3 separate regions of the Gossypium hirsutum genome follow, and all the other regions are linked to region 2. Evidence: chromatin contacts called from public Hi-C data. All regions are on one chromosome and are shown on one strand. Each heading gives the region's core, a stretch centred on a gene start, on an enhancer-like site or on the middle of the called end of the contact. The rest is flanking DNA. Distances are from core to core; before and after follow the strand shown.

What was found. Hi-C and Micro-C count contacts between places; a contact is called where the count stands out from the background.
Region 1: a contact with region 2 is called in a Hi-C map of hypocotyl, with 4 times the contacts expected there. The contact joins the promoter of LOC107901799 here to the enhancer-like site in region 2. A contact is called at or near these places in 2 of 34 Hi-C or Micro-C datasets (hypocotyl and leaf).
Region 3: a contact with region 2 is called in a Hi-C map of hypocotyl, with 2.2 times the contacts expected there. The contact joins two enhancer-like sites. A contact is called at or near these places in 2 of 34 Hi-C or Micro-C datasets (hypocotyl and leaf).

Annotation. Positions count from the first base shown.
Region 1 is chrD06:46,346,509-46,350,343 of Gossypium_hirsutum_v2.1, reverse strand. LOC107901799 (auxin-repressed 12.5 kDa protein) reads left to right here and starts at 1,802. Exons shown (of 3, transcript XM_016827947.2): 1 at 1,802-2,081; 2 at 2,165-2,351; 3 at 2,888-3,266. The coding sequence starts at 1,973. The coding sequence ends at 2,927.
Region 2 is chrD06:46,770,106-46,774,331 of Gossypium_hirsutum_v2.1, reverse strand. It overlaps LOC107901792 (a long non-coding RNA gene), which reads left to right. Exons shown (of 4, transcript XR_001685431.2): 3 at 294-393; 4 at 762-1,276. Among protein-coding and RNA genes, the nearest start is that of LOC107901792, 4.8 kb to the left of the region's middle. Within about 2 kb of position 2,836, at least 7 of the 9 cell types and tissues checked have an H3K27ac peak or open chromatin away from gene starts, as enhancers often do. A contact at or near this core is called in hypocotyl and leaf, where this site is marked.
Region 3 is chrD06:47,095,300-47,099,317 of Gossypium_hirsutum_v2.1, reverse strand. It overlaps the pseudogene LOC107900206. Among protein-coding and RNA genes, the nearest start is that of LOC121218802, 6.9 kb to the left of the region's middle. Within about 2 kb of position 1,812, at least 5 of the 9 cell types and tissues checked have an H3K27ac peak or open chromatin away from gene starts, as enhancers often do. A contact at or near this core is called in hypocotyl and leaf, where this site is marked.

The DNA of each region.
Region 1 (3,835 bases), core at 553-3,052, 420 kb after region 2:
TTTTATGAACTTACTAAGCTTCAAGTAAGCTTACCTCTATTTGTCTTTTGTTTTGTAGAATTCTAACTACAACTTAAAGCGGAGGCAGCAGCGAAGGAAGCAGAGGCAAGCAGAAAATATGACGAACTCCAGCTACAGCTTCAGAATATAATGATGTTTCAGCAATCGCAGAATCTGCCATCTTAGACCTTTTTTTTTCTTATTGTGAGAATATTTTAACAATATAACTTTTGAATATAATATATTTTGTTATTTCATTTATTAATTTAGATCATATACATATTTCTTTCGTTGGATTTGAAGTATCATTTAGATTTGCAGTTTTTGGTTGAATTTGATGTTACAGGAAATTATGTTGACAATTCAGGTTCTATATGAATGAAAATGGGTTGTTAAAAATCTGCTAAAGTTAGTGGCGTTTGTGGGGAAAGCGCCGCTAAAGGTCATGTTCTTTAGCGGCGTTTGTGGGGAAAACGCCGCTAAAGGTCATATTCTATAGCGGCGTTTTTTCACATAAACACCGCAAATTTTAGCGGCGTTTTTTGCGGTGCTTATCGAAACTTTGCAAATTGTTTTAAAGTGCCGCTATAGGTCCAAAAAAGCCGCTAAAAATCTATTTTGCTATAATAGTGTCGTGACCCGACAATCGGGTCAAATATGGAAGTGCTACATTAATGTTTGAACGAGTTAAATTTCAACACATAAAGAGAGGAGGTAATAGAATGGCTCACCTGTTGGCCAGAGAAGGGTTAAGTCGGAAATGAAATGTGTGGTGGGTCGGGGAAGTTTAGGTGGCAGAACAGGAGATGGTGTAAATGGATAGACAATCCACGCATAGACCCAATTGAGATAATCTTGAAACTGAAACTAGTAATTACCAGAATGTTCCAGATTTAGAGCGATTCACTAGACAATCGAAAATTTAAAACGATTCTTTTCCAAGCATGCAAAGGGTTGGGATAATCTAAAATGGAGGGTATTCTTGCTCTCTTGCTTTTGGGTGGCCTGAGATTCTCTTTAATATATTTTGACAGTTTTCTTTAAAATATATATCAGCCAATTAAATAAAATATTATAAATTCCGTAAGAATTTAAGTAATTAATTACATAATGATGAAGGGGATTGAGATCCACGTGTCATCTTGTCAGACAAGATGATGCTGTCAAGAAGAATAGGACAAAACTTGTATGGGAGGGTCACACTTGTGACTGAAACCCTAACCCACTCTCTCCTCTTCTCTTCTGATTTTTAATGAGAATACTATTTTGCGGTCCCCTTTCCCTTTACTCATTCTTATCCATCCGTTTCCATATCTCCACTCTTCAATCTTCTATTGCCAATATTCATTAATATTTAAAGATTTTTATTTAAATAGTACATTTTCAATTTTTGTATAATAACTCTCTTTTGGTATAATTAAACGAATTAAGAATTAAAGCTTAATTAATTGTACCCATTAAACTAAAAATTATATCCTATTTTTTAATTAGTTTATTTTAAACTAATTTTTAATTAAAAGTAGCAAGCAATATGAAAATACACTAACACATTTAGAAAAAAAATCATCTTCATAATAAATAAATATAATTGTATATAATAAGTAAACTAATAGCTAGGGCTTTTTTTATATAATTAAATCAAAATTAAATTTTTATATACAATTGCATCTAATCAAAATATTCTTATTTAATTTTTAAAAAATCAAAAAATATATTTAAAAACAATCGTAATACTCCTTTGTAATTTTTTACTTACAATTTGTAAAATAATAATTTATATCTTAAAATTAAAGTAATAAATGAATGTTGTCCGGATAGCAAATGATTGGAAATAGCAAAAATCAATATCCATATTAATAGGCAGGAAAGATATTTTGGGCTGAATCTTCCTCTATATATGCCACCAAATAAAAGCCACCCAAAAGCACTAAAAACACAAACAGAGAAGAGATATAATTGAAAGAAAAGAAAAATGGTTCTGCTAGAGAAACTTTGGGATGATGTAGTGGCCGGACCTCAACCGGAACGTGGCCTTGGCCGGCTGAGGAAGATCACAACCACCCCACCCTTGTCCACCAAAGGTAAAAACAGTTAGCTTTTGCATTTCATCATTTGTATTGTGGACATTTAAGTTTGTCACTCTGAAATTGAATCTTTTCATTAGATGAGGCTTCATCAATGGCGATGCCGACGAGTCCGACGACACCTGGGACACCGTCGACGCCGGTGTCGGCTCGTAGGGACAACGTGTGGAGGAGCGTGTTCAATCCAGGTAGCAACCTTGCAACCAAAGGTATTGGCGCTGAAGTTTTCGACAAGCCTCAACCTAACTCTCCTACTGTTTATGACTGGTTCGTACAGATTTTTTTTCTTGTTCAGTTATTTGCATGCATGCTTGCTTGGATAATTGGATATATATAAGTGGGACTTTGATTTTGCTTTTTGGATGTTTGTGATCCCCATCTGTTTGGTTGCTGAGAAAATTAATCATAGAAGAGTCATATATAAATATTAACCAGGTTTTTTGGAATTTGGATTCTTTTTAATATATAGTACTAAAATGATGAGTTTTTCAAAAAGGAAGCCTCAAAAACTTTCCTGTTTGTGTGTGTTTTTTTTTCTAACGTTTTCTCAGCAACCAAACGGAGGCTCAGAGACAGATCATGCAGGAAAACTTGGCTCTTTGTTTGGTAGCTGCGTGGAAATAACAGTATGCTGTAATTATTACACTAATCCATTTATAAGCTTTTATTTTTAATTATTCTTGTTTATTTACTATAAGATGATAAATAACCAAAGATTAATTAGGGTAATTTGCATGGATCTAATTTCTGGGTGTTAACTAAAATTTAAGAAGAAAGTTTGGTTCGGATGGGATGGGATGCAGGCTTTACAGCGGGGAGACCCGGAGCAAGCATCACCGCTGATTGGGCGATGGCTGACGGCGGCGGAGGGTAGCAAAACCACTAGCAGAAGGTTGCTGCTACTGAAGGAGCAGGATTTGCATGTAAATATATATATCGTTCTTTTTAAAAGTTTTTCAATGGGTCAATTAAGTAGTAGTAGTAGTAAGTAAGATGTTTAAAAGAGTAAGCGGCAGCGCAGGGTGGTCGATGACCTTATGTCATTCAAGATTCCGGCCGTGAGCGGCGGCAGCTGCTGCTATATTAAATTATTATTAAATAAAGGGAAGGGGTATTGTACGAATGATGTTGCGTTAGTATGTGATTTGAACATCAATTTATTAATTAATTTTGGGTTTTTAACATGATGTGAGTGGATTGCATTATTGAGGTAAGAAAAGTGGATAAGGATGAAGGTGGTGTGGTGAGGTGGCGGGGACCTATTTGCTTACCATTTCATCACAACCTTTGAAAATTCACCAAATTAATATATTAACTCAAAATTAAAACTTCAAATTCATGTTATTTAGTAGTAAATATTATCTGAATCAATATTATAATATATCCAAAAATTCAAATTTTAAGTTAAAGTCTCATAATGACTATTTAATATAAATGCTAATTGATAGGTCCTTTTCTTTGAATTTCTCCCCCGCCTTTTGTCCTTTTTCTTCCGTAATTCGTAAACCAACCCTACTTGAATTAATAGATTTTCGTTTTTTAAGTAGAAATATTAAATTTGTGTTTTAAGTCCCTATACTTTGTGTTCATTTAAATTTTAAGTCTAATTGTCAACACCATCAGTTATGTTCATTACAACATCATTTTTTTGTTACATGGTTATTAAGTGAATTTTCTTTTATTTCAAAATGTCACATAAGTAAATTTAATAGAAGAATTTTATCGATGTTGTTTGAATTTTGAAATTTGAA
Region 2 (4,226 bases), core at 1,587-4,086:
TGATTGTTGTTTTATTGTGGTATGCTTCTCACACATAATGAAAGATGCTATTATTTTAATGCTTGTATTCGATGCTCTAACTGACCTACAACACTGGCAAAATGCTAAACATGCTAGATCTGATAGATGCAATCATCTTTATCGATTCTGTGTTTATTCTAAATTTTTAATGTCATTTTCAGTTCAAATTTGAACTCTCTTTCGTCAAAACTTTTGTATGATACTAGTAAATTGGTGAAAATGTTATCTTTCCATTTCTTTGATTGCTATTCCGGGAATTAAAATTGCATCAGATACAACTGTCAAATGTGCGATTGGTCTTGGAAATGGGAATATTGGGATGACTGGCTTGAGCCTTCTAGCAGATGATATAGTTTCTGAGCAACTGACTAGGTAAATCTCTTTAATCCATAGTCTATGGATGAACCAATATTTACTCTTTATGAAATTAAAATGCTACAGCCTACAGGAGAGTTGTGGTTTTCTTTCTTTTATCATTGCTCTTTGCGTCTGTGGCTTTTGAATCTACACTTGCTACTGCAGTTTTCTGGTGGTTGCTGATCTTATGATTGGTGTTTACTTTGGGGCCTTGTCCAATTAGATTTTATTTGGTTTGGAAAAACTTTAATATCTTATGCTTGTATTTGTTATTTTGGATATCCAATTTTACTCTTGTTTATCTATTGCATTAAGAAGACATTGTTTAGGGGTTTATTTCCTGCTATCATTCACTTTACTCTTTGTCAAATTTTTGCTTCTAGGTGAGACACCGTTTAAGGAAAGATCATGGGATTGAGGGTGGAATTCCTGTTGTTTTCTCTTTAGAGAAACCTAAAGCTAAGCTGCTCCCTTTTAGAGGACCAAGTGGTGAGGAAGACAACCCTTCAGATTATCAAGTGAGGGTGCTTGCTTCTTACTTTTGCAGTTTTAAAGTACTACGTTTGATCACCTAACATCATGCAGCGGGGAAATTCATCCAATATATTGAAGCAGAATTTAAGAATCGAAAGTACATTTGGATGGAGCTAAAGCTGTGTTTCTTTTAGCGATATATTTGAACTTGCTAGTGTTAGGTCCCTGGTTTTTGCTATCTCTAGATTTAAGGGTAGAAGGAAAAGGAAAATATTTTGGTCTACATTAGTATGTAATCTACATGTTTAATCCAACAATTTAATGTGTTATTCTGCTGTCAGATAGTACCTGGGCAGGTTCAACAATTTAATGCATTGTATTTTTTATTACTTTGTAATGTGTATAGTCATAGGCATGTTTTTCATATGTATTATTTATTTTAGTTTTGATTCTAAATTTTTATTTTTACTTTAATATTTATGACAACTTGAGTTCTAATTTTTATTTTTACTTTAATATTTACGACAACTTGAGTTCTAACTTTTGGATTTTAATTGTGTTATTAGTTTATTATTTTAAATTCTAAAACTAAATTCATTAATTTTTATATTTAGTTTTAAAGTTAAAATCTTCATAGAAAATTTAATTTAAATAATATTTTTTATTTATCCTTAAAAAGTATATTTAAAGTTCAAATTTAAAAAATAAAATAAAATAAAATATTTATCATAAAAATAAATATTATTTGATTAAAATAAATTTTTTTAAAGGTTAAGTTTTTAGCGGCGTTTTTTGAGAAGCGCCGCTAAAGGTTTATTCTTTAGTGGCGTTTGTGCGAAAAGCGCCACTATAGACCATGACCTATAGCGGCGTTTGTGAGAAAAGCGCCGCTAAAGATCTTGGTTTTTACCGGCGTTTATACAAAAAACGCCGCTAAAAGCCTGTTTTGGTGTAGTGATTACAACCTCAAGACATGTTCTAAGAAACTAGCATAGAACATATTGTTGTCTTTAAGACTACAAGCAAACTTCGAATTTAGCGGTAAGCACGTGGCTATTGTCTGAACTTGCTGTTGTAGTAAATGCTCGCATTTTGACTAACTCTAAAAAGAAAAATTCTGATTTTTTTGGACTCATCCTTGGAAACCCCCATTGTTTACAACATTAAGCTGTCTCTAGTTGACCAAACTCTCTAAACTAACTGTACACAAGTTAGACAAGAGTTTAATTTGTATATGTTTGTTAGATAAATGGATGAATTTGAATACAAAAGACTTCTTAACAACCTTCTAGATCCTTTATCAATCACAACTAGAATCCGGGCGGCCTTAGTTATTGGCATTAAGGTGTGCAAATTTGGAGGATTTGTTCAATGACATGGATTCTTTGGTTGAAAAATTCCCCCAAAAGAGAATAATGTCAAACAGTTTTTGTCTGAGTAATTATTATTCATTTTGTTTGGAATCCAAGTAAAAAATTTAGCATCCAAAAAGTGGTTGAGAATTAATTGACATGATGATCAACACGTACCCATAAATGGAGGCATCAAACATAAAAGATAAAAGAACCCAAATGCATCCAAATTTGATCATTGACTTTTGCTGAATAATAGCCACAACCCACTTCTCACTTCCGTTTCATACAAAAGCCTTTCACATTTTGTTTCTTGACTTTGGAAATTTTGACTCTTTCAAAATTCACAATAGACATGGACCTGTTTCATTTTTAAATAATTTAATAATACCATACACGTTAAAAAAACTTATTGATATTCAATAATCTTTTTAAAATACTGTCAATAATATAAGCATTGATATTCAATGAACCTTATTGGAAAAGAAAAATATTGTGATAATATAATGCAAAAATTAGTTTTTATTATATGTGAAGGAAGAAAAAGAAGAAAAGTGAAAAGTGGGAGATGTAAAGAGAGCAAAGGAGACGTATGGTGTGGAGAAAGGAGAGCCACATGAATTGTGAAGGCTGCTTGGAAGGAATAGACGTAAAGTGAAGGGCCAGTTGTTGAGTCAACGTGTTTCATGCATTCTTGTTTTTTTTTTCTTTTTTCATTTTATTATTTAAGATAAATTACACCAAATTCACTCAACTATTAGAAAGTTTATATTTTGATATTCAATTTTAAAAAGTTATAAATTGATCTTTAAATTATTCGAAAGTTATAAGTTGATCACTAAATTGTTAAGTTGCTAATGGATGTTGATGTGGTTGTTAACTCACTATTCATCATAGAGTAAACTATACTCAAGGTCATTCAACTATTTACAAGATTATACTTTAAACACTCAATTTCAAAAAAACTACAAGTTGGTCACTGAACAACCTAGTAACCAACATGTAATTTTCAAATAATTCAATGATAAATTCATATCTTTTTAAAACTTAGTGACCAAAGTGTAAATTTTGTAATAGTTGAGTGACATTGGATATAATTTATCTTATTATTTATTTGTTTGATTTGTGAATAAGTAATAATCTCTTCGTCCAACAAGTGTTGTTCGTATTCTACTCTAAAAAAACAGAATTCAAATTAAAACTTTAAAAATGACATTATTAAAAAGAATAACTACAAAACTCAAAAAATTAATATTATTTATAATAAAACATATATAAAAATATTTTGTTTTACGAAAATAATAATAATAATAATCTCTTCTTTCCATCAAGTGGAAATCCCTTACCACGCATTTCGGGCCCCATCTGTAACTTGCAATATCTTTTTATTATTTTAAGGTTTGTTTGGTTCGAGATTTATTTTCTTTCTTCAATTTGTGTTTTATTTTTATATGTTGATTATTTTCTAATTGTTATGTTGCTTTTATGTGTAAACATATATTTTTTTTGTATAAATTGTGTAATATATAAATATATAAAAAGATATATATTTCAAAAAAAATGAATGGATTAGATCGATTTTAAATTCTAAGTTAAAAAAATGTTAACTTAATTTTCTAAATGAAACTCATCTTCTAAACCTATTTTTATCCCTTAATATTTTTATTTTAAGTTTAAATAAATAATTTCATGTAACGACCCAATTCTTGTGATGTGTACTGAAAATTAAGTTGAGATGTTTGAGAAGTTAAAATGAGAAAGCCTTAAGTTAAATACAGAAATAAGAAATAAAATTAGCTAGTAATTAAATTAATTAAGTTAATAAAAATGGTACAAGGGTTAAATTGCATAATAATTATAAAATTCCACAAGGCCTTATTTAAATATTAATCAAGTCTTTAGAAATAATTATAAATATATATATATTCCTTAGTGGGAGAGAGATGATGAAAAATATCATCTTCTCATCTTTCCCAAACCGAAACAAAAAAGAAAGAAAACAGAAAACTTAGCCATTTTCTT
Region 3 (4,018 bases), core at 563-3,062, 330 kb before region 2:
TTCTGGAAATAGGACAACATAAATCTACCAGATTAGAGTCAAATATAATGGGGGAATTCATAGATCGAGTTAATGCGATAATAGGGGTTTTAATTAGAAAGAAATTTCAATTAATCAACCTAGAGTCAGTTGCTTTTAGTCTTGAAGAGAGATATTAGCATAATTTAGGGATTTCTACAGATCAAGATATTAAGTGAATAAATTGTTTAATTCAAATTGATAATGACTAACGCGGTCTAGGTGGATTATTTCCTGAGTATTGTTTCACATCTTGGTTATTATTCGGTTATTTCGATGATTTGTTCTTTATTGAGTTCTTATTTAATTAATTTAGTTAATTTTAGTTTAACTCAATCACTTCAATTTGTCGATTAAATAATAGAAAGACGGTTAATTACTAGTACTTTTAGTCCTCGTGGGAACAATATCTTTGCTCACCATAACTATACTATTTATCGATAGGTGCATTTGCCTTAGTCGTATTTTTAGTTGGTTTCGTGGACATCAAGAAGCAACCCCTATTTAAAATAATAAACTCTCCACAATCTTATATTTTTTAGATATGTGATTGTGTTATTTCAACAAAATTCATATATATATATATATGCATGAAAAGTAGAATTCTAAATTATTAAAACCCGAAAAGTGTGAGATACCTAAGAAAAGCATTGCGCCAATCAGGATAGTGCTGCATCCTGGTCCAGAGATCTACCACTGAAATTCCACATTCTCCAGCAGTTTCAACACATGCCTTGGCAAAAGCCCCCGCAGCTTCATTTGTCCTCTCCGGCAAACCCAATGGATTCTCAACGTAAGGATGTCTAGGGTTTAACACCAGTTTAAGCATGTATAATAGAGATCATAAGGCGCAATGGAATGTAAAAGGCCAAAGTAAATAGAAAATGTTGAACAATACCTAATGCGTTGAACTTCATCAATTGGAGGAGGTGTAATTAGGAGAATCAAAGTACTTGGCCACCGCTTCTGAGACCAGAAAATAGAAGAGCACAGTCTATGAGCAGGACCAGCAAATAATATATATAAAATATATATTTATATACTATATATTATATGAAATCCATGATAACCTGCTGTATACCCTCATAATTTTGGCCTAGAAGGACGAAAAAGAAAATGTAAATACAAGAGATTATATAAACTGTTCCCACATAAATGATTTGCTGAGCAGCCATATGTTTGATTTAGAAAGCTAATCCGCTAAATAATCCAAGTACCTAACATTGAAAAAGAAACTAAAAACAAATGGAAAAAGGCTGTAATGCTTGATAAGTAAACTTACCTTCTTTCATAATCATTGAAAGCAAATTAAAATATTCAACTCTGGTGGCTTCCCATCATATAATCCTTTATATCAATGGCCCAACTTTACTTCTCGAGAGGCACAAAAGTGGAACCATAATCACAAAGGGCGTATGAATATTTTTCTCAACATAAACATTCTAGAAATATATGCATGCACACAAGAGACTTCCAATCCAACCAAGAGAAGGACCACTATAACTGCAACCCCATCTAATAGCCCTTATGCCCATGATATTAAGTATCTATTAAATTTAAAAACGTTTCCCTAAAGTGATCTTTGGATCTCCAGAAATTACTGCCTTTGTTTGACCGAACGAAGGTACCAATCCTAATTGAAATTTAGACTAGTAGCTGGGTATAGCCTATAGGCAGTAATTTAAAAGGAAATTAAACAAGGGATATTCATAATAGCCAAGTGGCGAACAAGAATAGCGACAACTGGGCCTTACCCACCCACCCTTCATCTCTTACTTTTTGGATATCCGGAGATCCAGTTTCCCAACCAAAATGCCTAAGGCTCACCATGCTTTCTACCAAATAATAAAGGGTGACATAAGCCATGTGCATTCCCAATATTAAAATCATATAAAAGAGAAGAAATATTCCATAGTATTTAGATTTCACAAAGTTAAAAGGGTGATGTATAAGTTTACGATAATATATAAAAAATTAAAATATATATCATCCCTTCAACCTTACTTATAGGGTTTTTAAATAATTTAAAAATAAAACACACACAAGAAAACAAAGGGTAGCACAATCCCACCGCCCAAATTCCAATCCTGGCTTGAAAATTCAGTAAACTAATACGATTAATATAATTTATCAAAAGAAATTTTGTTTATGATATTTATTCACGTATACTATTACTTTCTTTTACTAAGATTCATAAATAACTTATCAACGAAATATACTAGAAAACCTAGAATTAATATATATATGTATAAAATACATAATAATTAATAAACAAAGAAGTGCTTCAAGCAATAATCGCCAAAATTATACAGGCTATAACTTCCTTTTCTGAAAGTATGTCTAAAAAGTTGTTTAGAAAATCATATTTTAAAATGTATGTTCAGGTGTGTGCATTCTAAACAAATAATAATAATAAAAGAGGTTGAACTATTTTTTAAAGTAACCGATCGAGTTTTAATTTGATCGGTATTGTTGTTATTGCAATAAGAAGAACGTGAATTCAAACACGTAAATGTAGACATGCTTAAACATAATTTTTCTCCAATTTAAAGGTTAAGAGTTTTAATAGAAGTAATCATTATATATATATAATATCATTTTCAAGTAAAAAAATGCATATTTTGATAAATAAATTTATGAATTGTAATATAATTTTGTATTATTACTAGATGAGGTTACTTTTAAAATAAAATAAAATTCACGAGTGAGTTAAAATATTACCCACATCTCATTTATTTATTTATTTATTTATCTATCATTTTTAAAATAATTATTTGATGAGATTTTTTAAATTTCATTAAAGATGTATAAAATAATTATCTTTTTTTTTTGTGGAACTTGTTAATTTATATATCTGTTGACCTAAATATATATAAAGCAATTATCATTGTTGAAACCATTTTTGAAAAAAAGATAGAGTTGACTAAAAAATGTAAATTGGAGTCGCCACCGATCCTTTATTGAGGTGTAATTAGATCACCTTAAAAAAATAATTTTGGTCTACGAGTTTTTGAAAAAAAACGGCTTCGGGAGTCAGTTACGTACGAGAAATGATTAGCACCCCCATAACGCCCAAAATTGCTACCTAATTGATTATTTAATGTCTTAAGTTCAAATATCAAAAAAAAAATTTAAGCGATTCCCCTTTTAAAAATCTTTATTGAAATTTTTTATTTTGAAAATTAAAAATTTGGTCATCTTGCTTCAATGAAAAAATCGAAACCCCGTAAGTTAGGGTACGATTCTTTGAAGTTCCTATGACAACAAGAATTTGCCTTTATTAAAAAACCTCGTCTCAAGATAGTAAAATGTCATATCCAATGAGTTAGGACACCACGTTTTGAATCCTCGAGATAAGCTTTAATTTTGGAATATTTACATTTAAATTGAAAAAGGGATATTCGGTTACTTAAATTCAACAAGGAGAATTGAAGCCTAGCAAGTTAGGGCACAATCCTCTTGAGAATTTGGATACCGAGTATTTAAAAATTTATGGATAAAATGATTTCAATATTTAAACCAAATGCAACCTTTTAAACGAAATAAAATGCGAGTGAATGATAATGTACAATGTAAAGGATAATTTGTAAATAACATACACTAGTGAGTAACAAATAATCAATAAATAAATACAAACAAGCATAGCAACAATAATCTCAGTCATACATTATGCCAATATCAATATCAACATTCAAAAATTTAATGAATTAATAATCAAATTTAAAAGATACACTAAAAGAAAAATTAATAGCAAGAGGAGAAATCATAATCAATAAATTATACCTTAAAACAAATAATATATACATATATGTAAGTTTGAAATAAATTGAAAATATAGTTAAAAATGAATACTACATAAAATAATGGTATCTAAAAGCATTTTTAAGTAAATATTATAAGGAGAAAAATCAAAGTACATAACATAATATACATATATTAATTTTAAAAACTAATACATACGGAGTGAAAACTTAATATAAATAATACTATATGTAAAAGT